3 separate regions of the Mus musculus genome follow, and regions 1 and 2 are each linked to region 3. Evidence: chromatin contacts called from public promoter capture Hi-C data. All regions are on one chromosome and are shown on one strand. Each heading gives the region's core, a stretch centred on a gene start, on an enhancer-like site or on the middle of the called end of the contact. The rest is flanking DNA. Distances are from core to core; before and after follow the strand shown.

Evidence for each region. Promoter capture Hi-C pulls out the DNA fragments that hold promoters and counts their contacts.
Region 1: a promoter capture Hi-C map of pre-B cells shows a contact between it and region 3, with 2.1 times the contacts expected there. The contact joins the enhancer-like site here to the promoter of Gcnt3 in region 3. A contact is called at or near these places in 4 of 39 promoter capture datasets (the C10 cell line, cranial neural crest, liver and 1 more) and 2 of 115 datasets of contacts at active chromatin or transcription factors (both in embryonic stem cells).
Region 2: a contact with region 3 is called in a promoter capture Hi-C map of embryonic stem cells, with 4 times the contacts expected there. The contact joins the enhancer-like site here to the promoter of Gcnt3 in region 3. A contact is called at or near these places in 9 of 39 promoter capture datasets (the C10 cell line, cranial neural crest, embryonic stem cells and 4 more), 3 of 115 datasets of contacts at active chromatin or transcription factors (embryonic stem cells and trophoblast stem cells) and 3 of 9 other capture datasets (adipose tissue, liver and macrophages).

Annotation. Positions count from the first base shown.
Region 1 is chr9:70,370,352-70,373,208 of GRCm38.p6, forward strand. It overlaps Myo1e (myosin IE), which reads left to right. Exons shown (of 28, transcript NM_181072.3): 22 at 6-151. Among named protein-coding and RNA genes, the nearest start is that of Mir5626, 34 kb to the right of the region's middle. Within about 2 kb of position 1,395, at least 9 of the 459 cell types and tissues checked have an H3K27ac peak or open chromatin away from gene starts, as enhancers often do. A contact at or near this core is called in pre-B cells, where this site is marked.
Region 2 is chr9:70,391,422-70,394,121 of GRCm38.p6, forward strand. All of the region lies in intron 26 of Myo1e (myosin IE), which reads left to right. Among named protein-coding and RNA genes, the nearest start is that of Mir5626, 13 kb to the right of the region's middle. Within about 2 kb of position 1,345, at least 28 of the 459 cell types and tissues checked have an H3K27ac peak or open chromatin away from gene starts, as enhancers often do. A contact at or near this core is called in adipose tissue and embryonic stem cells, where this site is marked.
Region 3 is chr9:70,036,737-70,039,686 of GRCm38.p6, forward strand. It overlaps Gcnt3 (glucosaminyl (N-acetyl) transferase 3, mucin type), which reads right to left and starts at 1,352. Exons shown (of 3, transcript NM_028087.2): 1 at 1,237-1,352; 2 at 1-238.

The DNA of each region.
Region 1 (2,857 bases), core at 145-2,644, 330 kb after region 3:
CACAGGGTGTCAAGCGAGACCTGCTGCTAACCCCCAAGTGCTTGTACTTAATTGGAAGGGAGAAGGTGAAGCAAGGCCCAGACAAAGGTGTTGTGAAGGAAGTCCTGAAGCGGAGGATCGAGGTGGAAAGGATCCTGTCCGTGTCCCTCAGGTGAGCGGGGACTGGCTGAGGCAGGGCTTCTTCTGTGGCTCTTCTCCACATCGCCCACCACCTGCTGTGCCAACACACCACCAGGCTCATGACAGAGAGAACAGAATTTCCGTTCTCCCAGAAGACCCGGGGCTAGGGATGTGGCTCGGTTGATAGAGAGCTTGGCTAGCATGCAGGAAGCCCTCCCTGGGTCCTGTTCTCTGCACTGCATTAACAGTGTAGTGATGCTAGTCTGCTGTCCCAACACTTGAGAGGTGAAGACAAGATGATCAGAAGTTCAAGGTCATCTTGAACTGAAATGCTATCCCCCCCGGGATATGCAAGACACTGTCTATGATTGAATGAATGAATCAATCAATTAATCGATAAAAGAAATATATCAAAGAAGGGCTGGAAGAGACAGTCCAGTGAATAAAAATACTTGCTGCCTAGCCTGATAACTTGAGACACTCACACACTCTCTCTGTCTCTGTCTGTCTGCCTCTCTCTCTGTCTCTCTCTCTCTCACACACACACACATACACACACACACATGCATGCGCACACACACACACACAATTTTTTTTTAAACAGAATCTTGTAATGGAGCTCTGACTAGCCTGGCACTCACTTTATAGACCAGAATGCTCTTGTACATGCAGATATCCCCCTGCCTCTCCCTCCCTAGTACTGGAATTACAAGTATGCACTGCCATGCCCCATTTATAAATTTTTAAAAATAGAATGTATATGATATCTACTGAAGTTCTGAGCATTGTAGTCCCAGAGGGTCTTAACAGGACAGGAGTAAGGTTCCATGGACAAGTTGCCAACCGAGACAGTTCTACCAGTCAACACTCCTGACCAGTGTCCTTATAACCTTTCAGTAATATAAGTCCGCTATGGGACAAATCAGGATAATTGCTCTCACTGAAATGGGCCCAAAGTTCAGGGCTCTCTCCATAGCCTCCCTACTCAGAAAACAGGGTCTTCACATGCTCATGTCCCTGACCCAAACACATTTGTAGTGTGTCTGTCCTTGCCTGTGTCTCTGTGGCTTCTCTTTCTATCTATTCCCAGTTTCCTGGATAAAGGGCTAGGTGGGACAATCAAATGAAATGTTTAAAATACTAACTCAGGATGTGGTAAAACTCTAAGCCAAGGAATATACCAGTGTTCTTCCTCAACACTACCTCAAAAAGAACCAGGGTCCCCGAGGCAGGCTCTGGCTGCTGTCTGGGTCATCTTTCTGCTTTGGTTCACTGGCTGTGTTACACCCTGCTGGCCACATCCTTCCTGCCCACCATTGGTGTTCTGATGAGCCCAATGGGTAGTTGCTCTCTCTCTCTCTCTCTTTTTTTTTTTTTTTCATGCCTGAGAAAACACAGGATCAGGAGGTAACTGGGTGAGCCGAAACGTGCTGTCTATGAGTAATAGCTGTGGTGGCTTAAAGCTAGCAGTTCACACCTGGAGGCTGTTGTTACGGAAGCTGGCAGCCTGGTTTTTCTGCCCTTATTGCCCAGGCCTGTCTTTGGTCCGTGAGACTTCATCATTTGACTAGTTTCTTACAAAGCTGGCCACCCTCTATCCAAGCGCCTCTGTCCTGTTACTGCATCTCTAAGGTTTATCCAGTGTGATCGTTTATTCTCCAATTCTTCCTTCTAGGGAGTAAAACCAGCAAACGTAATAAACCCAGTTTTCCTTCACCCCCTCCATAGCATGCACGGTCTGCAGGGCCGTTTCCTTAAGGCCTTGGCTTTTCAGAGCTTCCTAGCTTTTCTAGCTCTAAGGAACAAAACCTCTCTCGTTTAATCATGTCTGCATGCCACAACTACCGGGCCTCCCACTTACCAAGACTAATATCGTTACCCCATTTTCTTAACACATTAGGTTAGGCCAACAATTCACAACCACATTAATTAAGCAACCAGGAGGATGGTGGGCTATGCAGGATTGAGCCCAACATTGAAATGAATTATGGTAGCATATTCCTGAGTGCTGGTGTAGGTGTGATTGTGGGGACCTGTCTCTGAGCACTTCGATGTGGGTGTAAAGAAAGCAGGGAGTAGCTGTCTTGCACTTCAGGGAAAAATGTTGCAACATCTGTGTGTGTTTTTAAGAATTGATGAGACTTACTAGTTGGCTTTTGGCTGAACTAACAATCATCAGATATGTTTCTCTGGTTCAGACTATCAAGTATCCCACAAGGTTGATCTCTGAGCCCACTACTAACTCGTATAACCTAAGTGACAGTAAGAAGTGGTTCCCAGCCCCCTCTTCAGACAATCCAGCCATCCAAAAGCAATTAAGAAGCAGTCTGGGAAATGTGCTCAGTAGTAAATATTTGATATGGAAGGTTTAATGTTCATTTCTTTAGGTATGATAATAGTCTTGTGGTTACTTTTAAATATAAAAAAATGTACCTTCTTAATGGCACATACTGAAATATTAAGCATAAACTAATATAATATTTATTCTTTGCTATTTACTTGTTCTTAGCCAAAAGGCTAAGAAACATATAGTCTTTGCTTTAAAATAACGTAGTTAGTGTGTAGAAGAAGGGTCTATAGAATGAATAAATGCAGATGTTCTCTCCTCTGTCGTGTGGGTACCAGAGGTCAAACTCAGATCGTCAGGCTTGGCAGCGAGCATCAGCAACTTCCTCAGTCCCATGAGTCTGAAGCCAGCTGAGGCTACAGGGGACTGTGTCTTAAAGTTGGAAGACAG
Region 2 (2,700 bases), core at 95-2,594, 350 kb after region 3:
TGTGTGTGTGTGTGTTGCTGGGGGTGGGGGGTGGGGTGGATATTAGAAATACAAACAACACAAAATAGCAGAGGGGCCAAAATTACCCAAAATTGCACAGACAGTTCAAAACAAATGGAGGGACAGCCTGCTGGTTTTTTTTTTTATTTGATATCTGGATCCAGATGTATTATGTCCATCTCAGTCTGGCCTTGAGCTCACGGAGATGAGATTGTCCTGCCTCAGCCTCCCCAAGTGCTAGAATTACAGGTGTATGCTGTCGAGCCCGGCTCAGAAAAGCATTTTCCAATTTTCATTTTTATCTTTTCATGTGTAAAGATATTTTGCCTGGAGGTGTGTCTGTGCATCGTGTATGTGCCTAGTGTTCTCAAAAGCCAGAAAAAAAGCAGAACTAGCATTACAGTTGTGAGTCACTATGTGGGTGCTGGGAACCAAATCAGGGTTCTCTGCAGGAACAGCGAGTGCTCTTAACTGCTGAGTCATCTCTCCAGCCTAGGAAAGCATTTTCCATGAGGGTGAATTCAGGAAGGGTCTGGTCTCCTGAGCAGCAGGGAGTAATAAAACTAAACAAAAATGCCTAAATTGCAACAGTTGCCAGTTCCTGGGGTTAAATGGCTTCCTTTTTTGTCAACTTGACACAAGCTAGGGTTATCTGGGAAGACAGACCTCAACTGAGAAATTGCTGCTATCAGATTTTCCTTGGAGGCAAGCCTGTGGAGCATTTCCTTACGGACTGATGTCGGCAGGCAGTATACTCCTAGGTGGGTGGGTCCTGAATTGTATGAGAAAGCCAAGTGAGCGAGCTGGTAAGCAGTATTCTTCCATGGTCTTCGCTTGGGTCTTGCCTTGAGTTCCTGCCCTGACTTCCCTTTGTAATAAAGCACAGCCAGAGCAACTTGCTTCTGTCAGTGTTTCATGGCAGCAACGGGCAGCAAACTAGGATACATAGTAAATATACACACCATAGCCAGGTCAGGCTGAGCCACCAGCATGGCTACTCAGAAAGTGTGTGGGACTGGGGAGGGGGACAGAAGGGGACGGGGTGGGGGATGGGATGGGATGAAGCTTGCTTATTTCGTTTGCTAATTTAATTGTAAGTTGGTAAGATTTGGCTTTTAATGACTGTTTCACAAGTCGTTGACACAGTTCCTGAAAGTCTCTGCCATCCGCTCTGCTGAGGACGGAGCCAGCTCTGCTCAGTGGCCCTTCTGCACTGAGTTGGCAGTCACTCTGGCTGGGAGTGGTACCTAAACGACCTCATTAATCAATTTCTGGCAGTGTGTTGAAAGCCATTAGTTCTCCATATTTATTACACAGGATCGCCACCTAGTGACACTAGAGATCGGCTGGGTTCTGGAGGCTTGGGGGCTCTTTCTAGCCTAGCCTGGGTAATGGCAGTTGTGTTGTGACTGGCTGTGCTCTGTGATGCTTCCAGGTCCCTAGACTGCTAAACCCAGGCGTCAGTCAGCTCTTCATCTGCATAGATTCCTTACTGCACACTGAATTCAAGTATAGACCCTGTCTTAAAACCGTAATGAACAATAAAAGAGAGGCAGGTGTTTGAGCAGTTCCCCTGCTTCTTGGGACACGTTCAGCAGCTCCCAGCATACAAGGCCTGGGCCTTTCCAAGGTTCAACTATGCATTGTATAACCCTTGCCCTACCAACTGATTCAAGAGAAGCTTTATGGAGATAGAATCAATCCATTTGAAATGCCCAGTATTATAATTTTAGTGTATTGACAAAGTTGTGCACAATGGCCATAATCTAATTTTAGAATTCTTCCCTCCTCATAAAACCTTCCGACACACAAGGCATAACTTTAATCCCAGCCCTCTGGAGGCAAGTGGATCGAGGCTAGCCTTGTCTACAGAATGAGTTTCAGGGCAGCCAGGGATACATACACACATGAAAAAAAGAAAGAAAGAAAGAAAGAAAGAAAGGAAGAAAGAAAGAAAGAAAGAAAGAAAGAAAGAAAGAAAGAGAAAGAGAGAGAGAAAGAGGAAAAAAAGAAACTTTCCCCTCAACACTGTCCCACCTCACTAACAATCTACGTATCTATGTTGGCTGGTTATAGACATTTTATTTATAAAAACTCATTTATTATTAAGTATTATACTCATGTTATTAATGTGATCATTTTCTTAATTTCATTTTCTTTTTAGTTACACTTACTTATCAGTGTAGTGCATGGAGGGACCACAGCACATGTGTGGCAGTTAGAGAACACCTTTAGGGAATCCGTTCTCTCTTTTTACCATGTGGTGTGGGTCCTGAAGACTAAACTCAGGGCATTAGGCCTCGTGGCAAAGCACCTTCCCCCGCTGAGTCATCTCGCTCACCTCAGTCTCAGCTTTGAGTTTATCTTTGCTAATACTTGGACATAGAACCGATGGTGTGTGACTTTGATGTTGTTTGTTTGTTTGTTTGAAGTTGGTTATTTGAGACAATGTCTCATATAGCCCAGGCTGGCCGAGCCTTAAACTCACTATGTAGCCAAAGATGACCTTGAACTTCTGATCTTCCTGCCTCTACCTCCCCAGTGTTTTATTATGGATGATGGCCATGCACCACTTGGTTTATGCAGTGCTGGGACTTGAGCCCCAGATTTTATACATGCCAGGCATGTGCTCAGTCTACTGAGCCATACTATACCTCGAGCTCCCTAGGTACTGATGATCTTCTATCATCTTGTTGAGCT
Region 3 (2,950 bases), core at 102-2,601:
CCTTTGCCTTCGTACCTCCCAGATAGATAAGGTGCTCCTGTTCACCAGCCATCCAAGGAGCTCACCCAGGCTCCTGTTAGACCTATGCAAAGGAGAGAGCAGCAGGTGGCTCTGTCACTCACCTTTTGACTTCCTGTTCTCAGAGGAGGGAGTGAACTTAAGCAAACCATTCAGGATTGTAGTCTCAAGCACTAGTCATTCTGGGAGGCGAAGGAGACAGGAACAATGCTGGCCACATCTGAGAAAGCAGTAAAGCATTTCAATCAAGAGCCCAGTTTCTGCCTAGACTCTCCTGCCCTTACACCACTCACTAGGAGCTCCCAGCGTTCGTGCAAGCCTTTTCCTCCCCCACCCAATACACAGCTATCACAGTTATAGCCTGTCGCCTTTTGTTTGGGAGTAAAAATGTCACTCTTTGTGCTCCTGGGACATCTCAGGAGGCAGAGATAACATAAATACCCAAGGATTGATTCATTCTCTCTCTCTCTCTCTCTCTCTCTCTCTCTCTCTCTCTCGCAAACCAGTTCATCCTTGAAAGCAATCACTGCTGAGTCAAGAGGAAAAAAATTAAAAGATACAAAGGAAGAAAAGAGGCAAATTCCCTTGTTTTCAAGAGATATGACCCTACACATACAAGACCTGAAACTCCACTAGAAGACTTAGATCTAGTAAACACCCTTCTCCAAGGAGGAAAATACAAAATCAACAACTTACTGTGAAAATGTCAGGAAGCCAGTACCAATCATAACAGCCTCAAAACTGAACAAATCCAACTAAGACTAAAGCTTAGTTAGCCAAAGACATTAACAATCCGGAGGATGAAAAGGAAGAATTGGCTGGGCATAGTGGTGATGGAGCCTTTAATCCCAGAACTCAGGAGACAGAGGCTGTCGGGTTTCTATGAGTCTCAAGGCCAGCATGGGCTACATAGTGAGTTCCAGGTAGCCAAGGCTACATAGTGAGACCTTGTCTCAAAAAGACAAATGAAAGAAAGTATGAAGCACTATATATATGCTATCATTTCGGCACCAACGTATGCAAAGGAGTACAGTAAAGAAGCTGCGGATGTGAAAGCTCCATGGTATGGTTAAGGGGAAGGTTTTTTTATGAGAAGGGGGTGGGGAGAGAGAATTTAGAGTCCATAGCAGAGAGAAAAGAAAGGACATGGCCACAAGAGAGAAAATATCCAGATACATCTGGAAGAGTTCAGAGCAGAAAGTAAGAGTTTGGACTTACTGCCAGGGCTGTTATGTTGCATTGCCTGGAGGAGCCAAGGGAAAGACTTTGTCCCTTATAAAGAGGATGAGCACCTGGGAAAGTGAGAAGAGCTAGGGTACTAGTCTGAAATGTCTAACAAATAGGAACTGAGAGATCCTGGAGGCCAGCATGGACTTTGGTATGCAGCCTCGGGTCTATGTGATTGGCGTCATAGGCTCCTTCTGCCAGAGGTAAGGGAAACAGCTCCTTTTGACAGATTGGAACCTGCTTCTCAAGTTTCTGAAGAATGTTAACTTTTATCTAGAAATTCTCCTGTAGTCTAGCTCGAGCGCATATGGACAGCCTGACGTTTAAATACGGACTGTCTGAGACCAAACACTAAAGAAAGAAAGACACTTAAAAATGGAAAGGCTTCACGAGTTGTGCAGAATATTGAGAAAATTGCCATTTAGAAAAGTGACCTACAAATTCTTTGGAGTCTTCATCTAAATCTGAATGGAATTCTAAAGAGAAATAGGGAGGGGAAACTCTAAATATTATATGGAAACACAAAAGACCAAAAGAATCCCAAAGTGAGGAATAAAAATACAGGCACTAGAAGTATCAAAATACCTGACTTCAAAGTATACTACAGAGACATTGTCACAAAAACAGTATGCTCCTAAAAACAGACAGTGGTACAAAGGAACAGAAGACTTAGAATAAATCTACATTGAGTACAGTGTGATGGGCACGTCTTTAATCACAGCACACAGGAGGCACAGGCAAGTGGGCCGGCTTGGTCTACAAAACAAGTTTCAGTACAGCCAGGGCTACATAGAGGGACCCTGTCTCAAAGCAAAAAAAAAAAAAAAAAAAAATCTACATGGAAACTGTCGTCAGATTTTTAATAAAGAATGGCCAAAAATATGCATTGTAGAAGAAAGCCTCATTCACAGTGGTACTGGGAAGCTGAGACTAGATCATTATTTCCCATCCCCTGGTACAAAAACCAACTCAAAACAGGTAAGAAACCTTCATGGAAGAACTGAAACGTCCAGAGAAAAACAAAGGGGCAATACCTCAAGATTTTAGAAATGAGACCAAGAATTGACAGACAGGTTTAAAAGGCTTCTGCATAGGGGCTAGAACAGTGGCTCAGTGGCTAAGAGCCACTTTCTACTCCTTGAAGAGGACCAGAGTTTTGTTTGGTTTCCAACACCCACAGCTACCTGAAACTCCAGATCCAGAGGACTCAGCGCCCTCTTCTGGCCTCCACGGTAACCTACACTCACATGGCTTACACACATACAAGCACACACATACACACATAATAAAAACAAATCTTAAAAAAATTCAACAATAAATAATCCAATCAACATGTGGGCAAAGAACTTAACAATTTTCCAGTTAAGAAACACAAATATCTAGTAAATACATGAGAAAATGTACCCAATCCTTAGCCATCAGTGGAATGCAAATCACTGAGATTCGATCTTAACTCCAGTCAGCACATCTAGAAAAAGAAAACCCAGCAAAAGTTGGTAGGGTTGGTGAACCCTTGTGCACTGATATAGTGGGAATGTAAATTAGTCCAGCAGCTGTGGAAATCAGTATGCAGATTCCTCAAAAGAAAAAAATAAAAATGGAACTATGTGACCCAGCTATGCCATTTCTGAGTATACAACTGGAGGTACCATAGTCAGCTTACCATGGAGACACTTGCAGACTCATGTTTATTGTAGCACAACTT